Linked DNA regions of Tachysurus vachellii: region 2 is linked to region 1. The links are chromatin contacts, called in public Hi-C maps. All regions are on one chromosome and are shown on one strand. The core of a region is the stretch at or near the end of the contact, and the rest is flanking DNA. Distances in the headings are between cores, read along the strand shown. Region 1 holds the start of zgc:101566 (Transmembrane protein 263-B-like). Region 2 holds the start of cry2 (cryptochrome circadian regulator 2).

What was found. Hi-C and Micro-C count contacts between places; a contact is called where the count stands out from the background.
Region 2: a Hi-C map of muscle shows a contact between it and region 1, with 2.9 times the contacts expected there. The contact joins the promoter of cry2 here to the promoter of zgc:101566 in region 1. A contact is called at or near these places in 2 of 3 Hi-C or Micro-C datasets (blood and muscle).

Annotation. Positions count from the first base shown.
Region 1 is chr13:5,020,039-5,027,662 of HZAU_Pvac_v1, forward strand. zgc:101566 (Transmembrane protein 263-B-like) reads left to right here and starts at 3,366. Exons shown (of 3, transcript XM_060885174.1): 1 at 3,366-3,510; 2 at 5,419-5,530. The coding sequence starts at 3,505.
Region 2 is chr13:5,192,450-5,200,073 of HZAU_Pvac_v1, forward strand. cry2 (cryptochrome circadian regulator 2) reads left to right here and starts at 3,015. Exons shown (of 12, transcript XM_060884820.1): 1 at 3,015-3,318; 2 at 4,367-4,475; 3 at 7,217-7,359. The coding sequence starts at 3,161.

The DNA.
Region 1 (7,624 bases), core at 2,116-4,615:
GAAGAAGGATCTGATTCCTAGATCAGGCTGTCCACTGTACCTTAACTTTTAAGGGTTGTCATAGCCAGTTTTTTTTCTTCATTTCTTTTTCTTCCAGTTTCGTCTGAACCAGCTGCAAGCCCGCACATCCAGTTTAAGCAGATCCATGAGCCAGGCGTCCTTCTGTGCCCCAAGCATAAACTCAGACAGAGATATCTAATCTGAAACGGAAGAACCATTCGTTATGCTCCTTTAACGTTACACAAGTAACCAATTTTTACGCTCACAGTATCTCTAGCTCTAGCTCTAGCTCGACAGCCATATGGAGGCTCATAAATCAAATCATAATGAAATCCCTCAAGGCTCTTCTAGGAAACGTGGGATTCCACTGAACATAAACGGTGTGATGATATAAAATATTTAAGCACTTCCACTTCCACTGCAGTGTATACATGTTTATTAAGGATTATGTGTGAACATAATTCTCCATCTGAGGTAAATCAACACAAATATTTTTACATAACCATTAATACAGTGTATGAATGACATATCTGAAGGATCTTCATTAGGAGCCGTTGCTGCAGAATCATTTGTGAACAGTTCTGCATTTAAAGCTCTATATATATGTGAGTGTGTGTGTGTGTGTGTGTGTGTGTGTGTGTGTGTGTGTGTGTGTGTCCAATATCAGTTTCTTTTTTTTTTTTTGCTGGTGCAGAGATGCCTGTCCTGGGGTGCACTATTTTCCTGCCATTATCTCTACATATAGATTACCTGAATTGTGCATATGAGAAATATAGAATCTTCAGAATTAATTTATTTATTTTCACTGTTACTGTCGCTTTGAAAATCTATACCAAGAAATGTAATGAAATTATTCCATGATTCGTGTGGGGCTGTAGCTGAAGCGAAGGACATAATATATGGACGTGTCTCTTTGACCTTGTGTATGAAAATGGATGAATGGATGGATAAATGAGTGTGTGTCGAGTTGGAACATTATTCAGGCTGCCCTGAGCCTCTCCTATCCATCCATCCATCCATCCATCCATCCATTTTCTGTAGCTACAGCACTTATCCTGCACAAGGTCCCAGGAACCTGGAGTCTATTCCAGGAGACTTATGGAACAAGGTGAAGGACACCGTGGATGATGTTCCAACCTCACACACACTCATACACTCATTCACAGAGGGTTTGACATCCCAATCATCCTTAAGTGCATGTATTTAGACTGAGGGAGGAAAATGGAGTATCCAGAAAAAACGCTTAAAGCATGTAAATATATTACTAAGCATATGTATATGTTTATGTATAAAAATGTTTTATTTCTAAAACTATTTATGTATAAAAAAACAGTACAACTGTCACACCAGGAGGAGGGAGACAAACCCAGATACAGGATAGCTTCAAATGATAGGGTTTAATAAATAATAATACATAAAACAGGAATAACAGACGAAAACTAAACAGGATAAAGGACGAGGATACACTGACGAACACACTTACGATGATTCCGCGCTGCCATTGGCAACGCGGCACGGATAAATAGACATAACAATTAATACATAGGGAACAGGTGTGTAGAGATGGAGTAAACAAAGGCGGGGCAGACACGTGACATTAACAGACACACATGTCCTGACAGTACTCCCCCTCGAGGCGCGGCTCCCGAAGCACCAAACCTGTCTTAATGACAATCCCGACGAGGTCTAGGAGGGGGGAGCAAGGAACACGGCAAGGCAGATGGGGTGAGCAATTCACACGGCGAGGCAGGTGGGGTGAGCAAGGCACACGGCAAGGCAGGTGGGGGAGCAAGGCACATGGCGAGGCAGGTGGGGGAGCAAGGCACACGGCGAGGCAGGTGGGGGAGCAAGGCACATGGCGAGGCAGCTGGGGGAGCAAGGCACATGGCGAGGCAGGTGGGGGAGCAAGGCACACATAGAGGCACCTGGGGGAGCGACACCCACCGACGTGCTGAAGGGCCGAGCAAGTCAACCACCGAGCTGAAGGGCCAAGCGACGTCCACCGCCAAGCTGAAGGCAGAGCGACGTCCATCACTGAGCTGAAGGGCCGAGCGACGTCCACCGCCAAGCTGAAGGCCGAGCGACGTCCACCACTGCAGGGCCTGCAACACCCCCCCGCGGATGAAGTGAGGCAACGTCCTCCTCGGACGGAACCAGAAATGGAGCAACGTCCGAGTTTGCGCGGAATCATTCTGTCACATCAGGAGGAGGAAGACAGACCCATGCGCAGGATAGCCTCAAATGAGTAGGGTTTAATAAATAATAAGACATAAAACAGGAACACAGACGAAAACTATACAGTACAAAACAATAACGTTACATTCACAATACACTGACGTTACACTGACGAACACCCTGACGATGATTCCGGTTAAATAGACATAACGATTAATACATAGGGAACAGGGAGGAGTAAACAAAGGCGGGGCAGATACGTGACATAAACAGACGGGATGAGTCCTGACAACAACCTAGAAACAAGATGTTTTTTAGCATGAGGTAGAGATTAAATAGTGTACTATCTATTAGTCTACTCTATAAAGAAAATTGCTTTTATCTTTTACAAGATAATCAAGTCTCTATATACAGTCAATATTCTTTCGTCTAGTTTATAGTTTAATTGTAATGTTAATTGTTACCATGTTATGGAGTTTAAGTATCTGTCATACTGACAACTCACATCCACTTACCATCTTTATTAAGGTCCACACGCTCAAATACCCTGTCAGACTCTTCATCAGGTATCATGTCTGTGTTCTTCTTCTTCGGCTTCCAAATGATCTGAGAAGCGTACGTGAATGAATCACCACGACATCACATTACTCCGATTCATTTGCCAGATGCTTTTATTCAAAGTGACTTAAATTAATTGTGTTCAAAATATATTAAAGCAAAGAGCAGTTCTCTTACTTTAATAATGCTCTTCACCTCGAGCCGATCCTTCAGGTTTCCTCTCAAAACCAGATGAACAGCTGCAACAAACTCCAGGAAGTCGATCATGTTGATCAAAAATATATATTTGTGTGTGTATGTGTGTGTGTGTATATATATATATATATATATATATATATATATATATATATATATATATATATATATATATATATATATATATATATACATTTCGAATTTATACAATATGTGTGTGTATGTGTGTGTGTGTGTGTATGTGTATATATATATACACATACACACACAAATATATAAATTGAAATTTAATTATAATAAAATTTTATTTGTAAAGAAAAAAAAACAATAATAAAAGAGAAAAGTAAAGCGTTTATATTTAACAGTAGTTGGTACTTTGGTGCCCTCTAGCGACAAACAAGAATCTTTATAATTCATAATTCCGTAAACATCCTACACGTCACTTCCTGTTACAGTCAGCTGCAAAACATAGCTAGAAGGTCTTAGGCACTATTTTGTGCAGTTGGTTATTTCTATGTTATAATTGTGTTATAGACACGTTAAAGACGCTCCTTATTATTACCAGTGACTTCAGTTATGAAGGTGAGTCTCAGTCTGAGTTGTTTTGCTCGTATTTACGAGGCTTTGCGTCACTAATAAATATAAATATAAATATAAATATAGGTGTCATTGATACTTTTCACTTAATGCCATAAAGTGTATATATATATATATATATTTACAGAAAATATCCGTGCATGTTTTTGTTCAGTGTTGTTTGCTGTATGCACAGGGATATAGTGTTACCATATTGACACAATGGGTTCACTTCACACTGCGGCCCTGTTGGAAATGAAGTGCACTAGGAAGGATAACTGACACTATGTGAGACGTAGTGCACTACTGTAGGGTGGAGGGAGGGATTTGGGACACAAGCTGTGATATAATCTCTAAAAGCCAGGGGATCTGATCTGATCTGATCTATACACCCAATAATAATACACAAAATGTACTCCTAGTTAATGATGTTTATATTGTCATAGATTTTATTTATATATATATATATATATATATATATATATATATATATATATATATATATATATCCATATTGTCTGCTCTTGTCTCTGACATGTGAGATATCAGCATTGATGAGTAATTGTGTTTGTTATTTGTTACCCAGACTGAATAATATAATGCTTTACTACACTTTACTACACTACACTTTATTAAAGTGTAGTCTTTCAGCCCAAGACATGTTCAGACACATTTGTTTGTGTGTGTGTGTGTGTGTGTGTGTGTGTGTGTGTGATACGTCTAACGCGCTCTTGTCTCTAATAAAAAGAAGGATCTTACAGAACACAGTGATGTCTTGCACACACACTGACACTATTTTGTCACTAGTTTAATTATAACCACCATACATGTATTTTTGCATACAGAAATCTCAGCCTCAGTCGGTAACTAAGTTGAAGACTTACTGTATCTAAACGTTTATTCGTTCTTAATCTAATGATAACTTGTGAGCCTTGTTGTGGCTGTTGTGTTAATAAGGTACTTTCTATATACAGTAGGTGCATACATACTGTAGTATATGTGGGCAAATAGTTTTAAGTTTATAGCCATTTACATCCGGGAAAACGATACGATTATCACAGTGACTCATCCTGTACCAGATCTGGTTTCGACTAATCGAATGCTCGGGATGCGTATGAACGTCTATGTCCCGCCCACGGCGGTTCTTGCTCTACAGCAGCAGCTTACTAACAGCAAATGATTTTTTTATTTTTTTTTGCTGTGGTTTGGTTTTTGGATATGTTTTGTGTTTCTCCCCACAGTATTCTCTGTTGCGACACTCCCATGCTGGAGTAAAAATAGATAGGAATGTGTTTATTTCATATTTTTTGCAAGTTGGCAGTTATGTGAGAGTTATGTTTTCAGAAAAGAGTCTTTTACTGCTGAAATACAGCTAATTTGACCTGCTTGAGGACGCAGTTTTGTTTCACTACGTGCGAATAGTATTATTTGACCTAGTAGTGTAATGTTAAAAATGAATTCTAAACATAACACTCAAGACAAGTTATAAGTCTCCCATCATCTGCGGTGCTTCTGTTCGACACTACACAGCATCTCTGTATTTAGGACAGAACATCTACAGAAATCCTCTACGTTAGTCTTGAACTGTTGATCATATTTAACTAGTTTGATAAGTCTGCTTCTATTCATGGGGCTTGGTGTATCTCACACGCCATTGGCTGAGGTTCTTAATCGATCAAGCACTTCCTGTTTTTGAAAGGAAGCATGTCAGGATATAGAACCTGTTCAATACACAGTCAGTTCTCAAGTCACTGGGGCATCAATGTCAACACCAGATTAAAGCCTGAATTTATAATATTTATATAAAAAAAAAAAACCTTGACCCTTGGTAGACATTTTGGTGTTTGGGGAAGCCTGTGTCATTTTGTGTTATTTTGGCTGAACTGTTGGTCATGGTGACCGATGCTCCTGCAGGGCCCGAGCACAGACAGCGGCGAGATGGACGTAATGGACGAGAGCACTACATCACCCGCCGATCCCAACAGCGATGACCTCCCACCGTACCTGCGCGAAGATCCACCAGAAGGTACGGCACTTTCCATCTTCCAATCTTCTCTCTTTTCCTAAAACTTTCCACAATCTCTACAGCTCAGAGCTCTGAAAAGAATTTCAAAATAGATGGTAACTTACATATCCACGGAAGTGGTTAAGATGTTGGACTTGAGGTCGGAAGGTTGTGAGTTCAAATCCAAGGATCACAAAGCCACCACTGCTGAGCCCTTTCATTCATTCATTCATCTTCTACCGCTTATCCGAACTACCTCGGGTCACGGGGAGCCTGTGCCTATCTCAGGCGTCATCGGGCATCAAGGCAGGATACACCCTGGACGGAGTGCCAACCCATCGCAGGGCACACACACACTCTCATTCACTCACACACTCAGACACTACTGACAATTTTCCAGAGATGCCAATCAACCTACCATGCATGTCTTTGGACTGGGGGAGGAAACCGGAGTACCCGGAGGAAACCCCAGAGGCACGGGGAGAACATGCAAACTCCACACACACAAAAGGCAGAGGTGGGAATCGAACCCCCAACCCCGGAGGTGTGAGACGAACGTGTTAACCACTAAGCCACCGTGCCCCCCGAGCCCTTTCATACTTTTTTAATTTTTTATCAAACCATTCAGCATTCTATTGATAACACTGATGATAATAGCAGGTAGTCAGGCGGCATTGTGGGTAACGCAGGAAACCAAAGATGTTGAATTATAATGAATGAGTTTTTTTTCAGGGTGGATTTTTTCCCCCTTAAAGGGGAATAAACGATCGGTAAACCGTCGGAGACCTGACTACACGTTTCCTTACGTTGAGGGTATAACAACTCTAGGACAGTGTACAAAATGAACAAAGAAGCATCTCCTGCATCTTCCTTTGTCATCTTCCGGTGCAAATGCATCGATTAAAAGATTTCCAAAGCTGTTGAAAGGAAAAAAGCTTCATGTGGAGATTTTGTAGCAGTAGTATTTTCTCACACAAGATGGCACTGTGTGTTTGCAATAGGCAATAAAAGCAGCTCTGCATTCCTTTGTGAATTTTTCGGTTCATTACTATTGTATATATTCCAGTCATGGTCTTCAAAGCCTTTTCATTACTTTATTAGCTCATGTGAAGGCAACATCAGCGCCGAGAGCTGCGGAGCAGCAAAACTTCACCGAAACACTTGCAGCTTTATTCTAAAAAAAACAACAACAGCTATACGCCATGGAGGAATTGTTCATAAATGAAAATAGGAGCGTTGGAATACACAAGGCTGATGCTGTTGGGTGTTGTTTCATTACACACCAGTTCAGCAAGCCTGTAGGTTTGTCCTTGCATTGGTTGGTAGTTTTTCTAATTTTGGTGCTTTTTTTTTTTTTTTTTTAAATGTTGATTCGAATCGTCCCTTCTGATTAACATATCATCCGACTGGACAGACGTAACACATTTATGAGTCATCTGAATCCCAGCTATATACTTCTGCTGTGTCTCGAGAGCTCGGAAGTCCAACTTGTGGTTTTTGTCGCATTGAAGCATTGAAATCCAATTTGATTCGTGATTTATAAGCCCTGAAATCAAAGCCCATCAAATCAAATTGTGCGTCGTAAGCTCTGTAGTTCAATTTAAAGTCTGAGTCAAATTGAGTGATAAGCATCGAATCAAATTGAGAGTCGTAAACACTGAAGTTCAAATTTAAGTCTGAATCAAATTGTTAGTTGTGAGCATTGAATCAAATACAGAGTCATTAGCACTGAAGTTGAAATATAAGTCTGAATCATATTGTGAGTTGCAAGCATTGAATCAAATTGAGTCGTAAGCAGTGAAGTTTCAGTTTAAAGTCTGAATCAGATTGAGTTGTAAGCATTGAATCAAATTGTGACTCATAAGCATTGAAGGTGAAATTCAAGTCTGAATCATATTGGGAGTTGTAAGCATTGAATCAAATTAAGAGTCAAGCAATGAAGTTGAAATTCAAGTCTGAATCATATTGGGAGTTGTAAGCATTGAATCAAATTGAGAGGCAGCACTGAAGTTGAAATTCGAGTCTGAATCATATTGGGAGTTGTAAGCATTGAATCAAATTGAGTTGTAAGCATTGAATCAAATTGAGAGTCAAGCATTAAAGTTGAAATTCAAG
Region 2 (7,624 bases), core at 1,765-4,264, 170 kb after region 1:
TGCTCTCCTTATTTCTGCTCCAGAAATATGATTTAAAAGCTTCTTTTACTTTCAGCTTTTTCCACTAGGGGTCGCCACTACGAATCATCAGTTTCCATCTAACTCTATCCTCGGCATCCTCTACTCTCACACCAATTACACTTCATGTCCTCATTTAACACATCCATATATCTCCTCTTTGGCCTTCCTCTTGACCTCTTACCTGGCAGCTCCATCTCCAACATCCTTCTAATAATATAACACTCATTTCCACACTCTCTCCATCACACTGGATGGTTATAAATACCTCAGCCCCCTGTAACCTCACTGTTCTAATTCCCTCCATCTCATTTAAACACATGTGAACAAGGTTCTTATAATTATGACTTGGTATGACTTATAATAATACACCTGTACATCCATTTTAAATTATAACAATTCATTTTATTACTCAGCGTGATCTGTAATACACTATTCTGGGAGTTTAATTATATTTTAGTATTATAATACAATACATATATTATACTATTATTTGGTCTAATTTCCTCCTGTGTCTACTGAAACTTCCCTGTGGATCCTATAGAGATATTAGCTTGGCTTATGTGATTGTGGATTCTGAGTAGCTGTGTGTTGCCCTTTCTACATTACCTCCACTCTCCTGATCTTAAAGTCTGATCTTAAAGGGATTAGAAACTGGCTGAATCTAAAACCACCAGGTGAGCTTCCATATGTTTTATGTTGCAGACAGAAAAAGAAAGAAAGTACGTATCTAAATAGATTAATTTTCAATCATTAGACATGAAGATTTTGGAAAATGTATTTTTAGGTTGTTTGTTAGTTTGTTAGTTTGTGTTTGAGCAATGAATTTCCAATAATCTCATTACTCACAGCCCCAACTGTACATAACACATTCATTTGGATATGCACTTTCTTTTTAGCATTTGTTCGTGTTTGGGCAGTGAATTAATCATTGTCACTCACAGTTTTACATTCTGATGTATAAAACTGCAGACCCTCAGATGTACAACACAGCCCCCGATTTAATAGCCCCAGTCCTAAACAATGCTAATGTTTACTTTTAATGTAGTGTAAATTTTCTTTTTTTTTTAACAATATCACTAATATTTTCTAAAAATCTCTCTGTTTATATTTAAATTTGAAACCTCACAAACACTGCAAAAGTGTCTCGTGGGCTTCATAGTATCTCAGTGTGTAAGGCTCTGCATAAGCAGATCATGAGTGGGAGGGGCTGAGGATACAGAGGATATTGGTATATTAAAATATGAATTAGAAAGGCAAAAATATAAACTAAGTTTTAATATTTTTTAATATTTAATATCTTTCCCATTCCCGTTGGAACCATCTGAGATATCTTGAGTAATACCACTAAGGGGCGGAAATTCACCCAGAAAATGTGGTCAGTAAGGGTCAGCGGCAGGCTGAGTCCCAGGATCTAAAGTTGGAGGTCCTGGGACTCAGCCTGCTGCTGTGTCAATTGATCTCTAACTTCCTGACAGACAGACCACAAGCCGTACGGGTGGGAAAACACACCTTATCCACCCTCACCCTCAGCACTGGAGCTCCCCAGGGTTGTGTTCTGAGCCCCCTGCTGTACTCACTGTACACATATGACTGTGTGGCCACTTCCAACTCCACCACCATCATCAGGTTTGTTGACGACACTGTTGTGGTGGGCCTGATCTCCAACAACAACGAGACGGCCTACCTACAGGAGACTAAAAACCTGGAGAGATGGTGCCAGGAGAACAATCTTCTCCTGAACATCAGCAAGACTAAGAAGTTGACAGTGGACTTGAGCACAAAGCAGAAGCGGTCATACCAACCACTAAACATCCGCAGTGGAGAGAGTGGACAGTTTCCGGTACCTAAGTGTTCACATCACACAGGACCTGTCTTGGTCCTGTCACATTAACACCCTGGTGAAGAAGGCCTGGCAGTGCCTGTACTATCTGAGACGCTTAAGGGACTTTAAACTACCCTCAGGTGCTAAAGACTTTCTACACCTGCACCATTGAGAGCGTCCTGACGGGGAGCATCACCTCCTGGTTCCGGAACAGCACCATGCAGGATAGGCGAGCCCTACAGAGGGTGATGCAGTCAGCTGAACGTACCATCCACAGCGAGATCACTGTTTTTCTGCACAACCTGTTTTTGCACTATGACACTTTATGCATACCATACTGCACATGGACACTTTAAGGACAATCATTAAAACCATACGCATTTATGTATATACATATATTTTTCATGTTTTATATAGTTTATACTTTTTATTTATCTACCTCCTTTTGGTTTTATTTTTATCCTTAATTCCATTCCTTTTTATGCTTGAATACCAGACAGAAGTAAAAAGCATTTCACTGCATGTCGTACTCTGTATGTATGTGTATGTGACAAATAAAATTTGATTTGATTTTGATTGATTGGTTGGTTGACTGATTGATTGATTAGTTAGTTGAATAATTGATTGATTGATTGGTTAGTTGATTGGTTGATTGATTGGTTAGTTGAATGATTGGTTGATTGGTTAGTTGAATGATTGATTGATTGATTGGTTAGTTGATTGATTGATTGGTTAGTTGATTGATTGATTGGTTAGTTGAATGATTGATTGATTGATCTAAAATAAAAAAAAACACACAAATACATATTATTCATAAACAAAGTTCGGTTTTATCATCTGAAGCATTATGGCAATGCGGGGTTTTATTTTAGAAGTTAAACAGTTATTTACAAGAACACTACAGGAACGTGAAGCTGACACGTGCGGAGCGTCCAAAGTCTGCATCCCTTAACGTGCTCACCGTCTTATTTGAATATTCTGCGCACGTGCTGCTTTACCGACCAATGAGAGCGCGGAGAAAGTGGGCAAGCCGTGTTACGTCAGCAGCCCGAGTTATCGGCCGTATCCCAAACCGCATCCTATTGGATAACCGAGGTACCTACGCACAAGGCGAAGCCGTTATTCCGTTGCCTGCACCGAAGTGCACTAGGATAGGGATCAGGACGGCGTTTGGGATTGAACCAAAACGTGAGCTGGAACTTCATGAAAACTGCACAGGCACACAGAAGCGAGCGGTTTGGAGAAAGTGTCAATTATTGACTGGTGATCATATTCGAAACGATTGTTTTTGTGCTCGGATGGATTAAGCTTGTGATCATGGTGGTGAATTCGGTGCACTGGTTCCGAAAAGGGCTCCGACTTCATGATAATCCCGCGTTACAGGAGGCGTTAAATGGCGCGGACACCGCGCGCTGTGTTTATGTTTTGGATCCGTGGTTCGCTGGAGCTGCAAACGTCGGTGTCAACCGCTGGAGGTGAGCTGATTTATCTGTTACACACACAAGCTTCCCTCAGCAGCTAACGGCTAACAGCTAACACACACCTGCAGTCAGTCTTCTAAACTATAACGAATCATTAACTCTTTTCGAAAAGATTGTGTTATAATATTGTGTTTCATGCTCCGTTTGCTGTATTAATAAGAAGAAATCACGCATATAGTCTTAAAAAAACGGTTAGGTAAAAATGTAAATTTTATTTCTGATAATTTATTAATTTAAATCATTTGTATTAAAACAAAACCACAGCAACCAATTAAATATAAATATAATATAATATATATTTATATATAGCCTAAATTTATTGATTTACCAAAAAGACGAAGTAAATAAGTCAACATGCGTCACTAACCGGTTAGGACACTAGCATAACAATATAACAACAACGTTTGGTCGTGTCTCAAATCGCGTACTGTTTTTTTTTTTTTTTTTTTACAAAAGTGCGCTTGACGTGAGCCAATTCTTCAGGTTCATGCCACACTCAGAAGTGCCCGGATGTGTAAACCCTCGCGCACTACAAAGGATGTTTTTGGAACACGACCACACGTGTCGGGTAGTCATGCTGTTTATTACAAGAACTACTTGTTTAATGTCGGCGTTTTAGCCTCACTCTGACTACTGAGAACACACAAGTGACGATTATAACTTTATAGCTTTGCGTCTTAACCTGATCGGTGGTGTTTCTTTTATTTTATTAAACACAACGCTGTCAAAAAATACTGATTCGTTTTTTTATGGCAGCTCTGAAAGTAGTTCCGGCTGCGAGGCGAATCACTGCATCGTTTCAATGCGTTTTGTTTTGTATTGCATAAATTAATTTTGTTTGTTTGTTTGTTTTTTAATTAAAAAATAATAATTGTAAAGTATCCTGTGTGGACATGTTTATAAAATAATAAATTTCAGAGTGTTATTATTATTTTTATTATTATTATACATGAGGCTGCACCAGATCATCACTGATTATAACAATACACCTGATGTATTTTTTAAACATATTTTTAATCCATGTTGTTTATAAACTCTACAGGTTTCTGTTGGAGTCATTAGAAGATCTGGATACGAGTTTAAGGAAATTAAATTCGAGGCTGTTTGTGGTGCGAGGGCAGCCCGCGGATGTGTTTCCCAGACTGTTCAAGGTGTGTTTGTTTTTTGTCTCTCTCCATCCTTATTGTAACTTCTCATGCATTTTTAATAACATATTTATCCTGATCAGGGTTGTGTTGGTGTAAGAGTCTGTCCCGAAAACATAAACATTTTTTTGTTGTTCTGTTATCAAACAATTAAAAATGCATTAAAAAAAAATTGCAGTTTCCTGTCTGTTGCATGTGTGATGACGCCATCCTTAAAAAAAACTATGGAATAAGTTTTGGTGTATCGAAAAATAAATCTGCCTTTGAGCTGTTTTCCGTTCATACTTTTTTGTTCATAAATTTTGTACCTTTTGCCTGTATGAAATTCTGTGTTGTGGCCTTTCAGTTTTATTGTTGTACAGTATGTGCGTTCGCTCAGACTCTTTTTGATTCTATTTAATTTATTTGTATAGCGCTTTTAAACAATTCAGATTGTCTCAAAGCAGCTTTACCGAAGCACAGAAACATAATAAAATAAAAAAAAATTAAAGTTTAAATTTAAGTTACTATATAACTATGACACCTATCCAAAATGATCGAGTCGGAGGCGACGACATCAAGGAAAAGCTCCCTGAGAGGATATAAGGGAAGAAACCTTGAGTGGAACCAGATTCAGAAGGGAACCTCTTTCTCATTTGGGTGACATAAAGATTGACACACAGATTGATATTCTGTGCTTTGTTATCAGTAGCATGTTTGGGTCCGGCGGATCAGGAGACGCAGATTTTATATCAGGCCTATTTGTTTGTAGTCGTAGCGGAGAAGTAGGTTTAGGTTTCTTTAGTTTAACTCCTGGCTGTAACAAAGGACCACAAAGTCATTAGAGCTTCATAGCAGCAAATAAACAAACCACAGATATGAGACATTTTTTTTGTTTACTACCTGGACATTCTGGTATCATTCAGCCTTCCTCTGTGCTGGATTTCCTTCATGAGGGATTTTTTCCATTGATTCAGTTGATCACCCTCTTGTTATGTCTGTAGGCACTTTCTTTCAACTGCAGACTAATTTGTGTTTTTAGAAATGCAAGTTACCATCATTTTTTTTTTCCTTTTCTTTATCTGGAAAAAATATGGTGGTAATTAAAATAATCAAATTTGTTCAAGGTATTAAGATCTTTCACGAAGCCAGAATAATAATAGCCAAAGTCAAGCTGTTAAACAAAAACATGTCTGTGATTTTGTTTATTTGCTATGAAGTGTAAAAGTTGGATGAAGATTCTCTGAGTGTAATGATTATAACTTGTGCCAGTGGTTATATGCACAAAATGGTTAAATAATCTAAAAAGCTAATGAGATAAAGAAATGAAGCATTTTAGGTTAACAAGAAATTGGAACATGTCCAAGGAGAAGACCAGGAAAACTGATGCTTTACTAGTTTAGCTAATAATAATCAGTGTTTATGATGATTACATGTGATTATTATATTCCATGCATGTCAGTGGAGTTTAAGTTGCTCTCAGTCATGCCTACATTGGTAGAGACCCGGGTACATCAAACCACCATGTTACTGAATCTTTTTATATAAGAGCAAAGCCCCTGTTTTCTCTTTCTCGCACTGCCATGTATCAAACTGTACCAATTCAGTGACCAATCAGATTTGAGAATTCAGGCATACTGAAGTATAAAGAATGGTTTGTTTGCTACCAATTAATACATGAAGGAACTTTAAGTTGCTTAATTGTTTTAATTGTCCTACTAGTGTCAAGACATGTTATACTAAACCAATAGTTGTCTTCATCTTAACGAGATCTCGCTCTCTCGCTCTCTCGCTCTCGCTCTATTCTTTCTCTCTCTCTCTCTCTCTCTCTCTCTCTCTCTCTCGCTCTATTCTTTCTCTCTCTTGCTCTATTCTTTCTTTCTCTCTCTCTCTCTCTCTCTCTCTCTCTCTCTCTCTCTCTTGCTCTATTCTTTCTCTCTCTCTCTCTCTCTCTCTCTCTCTCTCTCTCTCTCTCTCTCTCTCTGGCTCTCTCCCTCTTTTTCTTCCTCTCACTCTTTTTCTCTTTCTTTCTCTCTCTCTTTTTCTCTCTCTTTCTCTCTCTTACTTGCTCTCCCTCTTTTTCTCTTTCTTTCTCTCTCTTACTTGTGCTCTCTCTCTCTCTCTCTCTCTCTCTCTCTCTCTCTCTCTGGCTCTCTCCCTCTTTTTCTTCCTCTCACTCTTTTTCTCTTTCTTTCTCTCTCTCTTTTTCTCTCTCTTTCTCTCTCTTACTTGCTCTCCCTCTTTTTCTCTTTCTTTCTCTCTCTTACTTGTGCTCTCTCTCTCTCTCTCTCTCTCTCTCTCTCTCCCTCTTTTTCTTCCTCTCACTCTTTTTCTCTTTCTTTCTCTCTCTCTTTTTCTCTCTCTTTCTCTCTCTTACTTGCTCTCCCTCTTTTTCTCTTTCTTTCTCTCTCTTACTTGTGCTCTCTCTCTCTCTCTCTCTCTCTCTCTCTCTCTCTCTCTCTCTCTCTCTTGCTCTATTCTTTCTCTCTCTCTCTCTCTCTCTCTCTCTCTCTCTCTCTCTCTCTCTCTCTCTCTCTCTCTCTCTCTCTCTCTGGCTCTCTCCCTCTTTTTCTTCCTCTCACCCTTTTTCTCTTTCTTTCTCTCTCTCTTTTTCTCTTTCTTTCTCTCTCTTACTTGCTCTCCCTCTCTTTCTCTTGTGCTCTCTCTTTCTCTTGCGCTCTCTCTCTCTTTTTCTCTTTCTTTCTCTCTTTCTCTCTCTCTTACTTGTGCTCTCTCTCTCTCTCTCTCTCTCTCTCTCTCTCTCTCAGGAGTGGAACGTGACTCGTCTGACGTTTGAGTATGACTCTGAGCCTTACGGTAAGGACCGGGATGGAGCCATCATTAAAATGGCCCAGGAGTTCGGCGTGGAGACGATCGTGAGGCACTCACACACACTCTACAACCCGGACAGGTGTGTAACAATACTTACAACGGAAACGTTCGTTGCATAACACTCGTTCGGTATGCCGTTCTTCTTTCACACAGAATGGACATCCTACACTATGTGGTGTAAATATCGACAGAGAAAATAAGCATGTGGACGTAATATTTTTTTTTTTCCGAAATGCTGTTGTCGACATTGCCTTATTATTTATATACACTGAGATCTCCATAGTCCACATGATTTGGCCTGTGAATGTGAACGTCTCCATACAGTAAGTGGGATATTGACATGT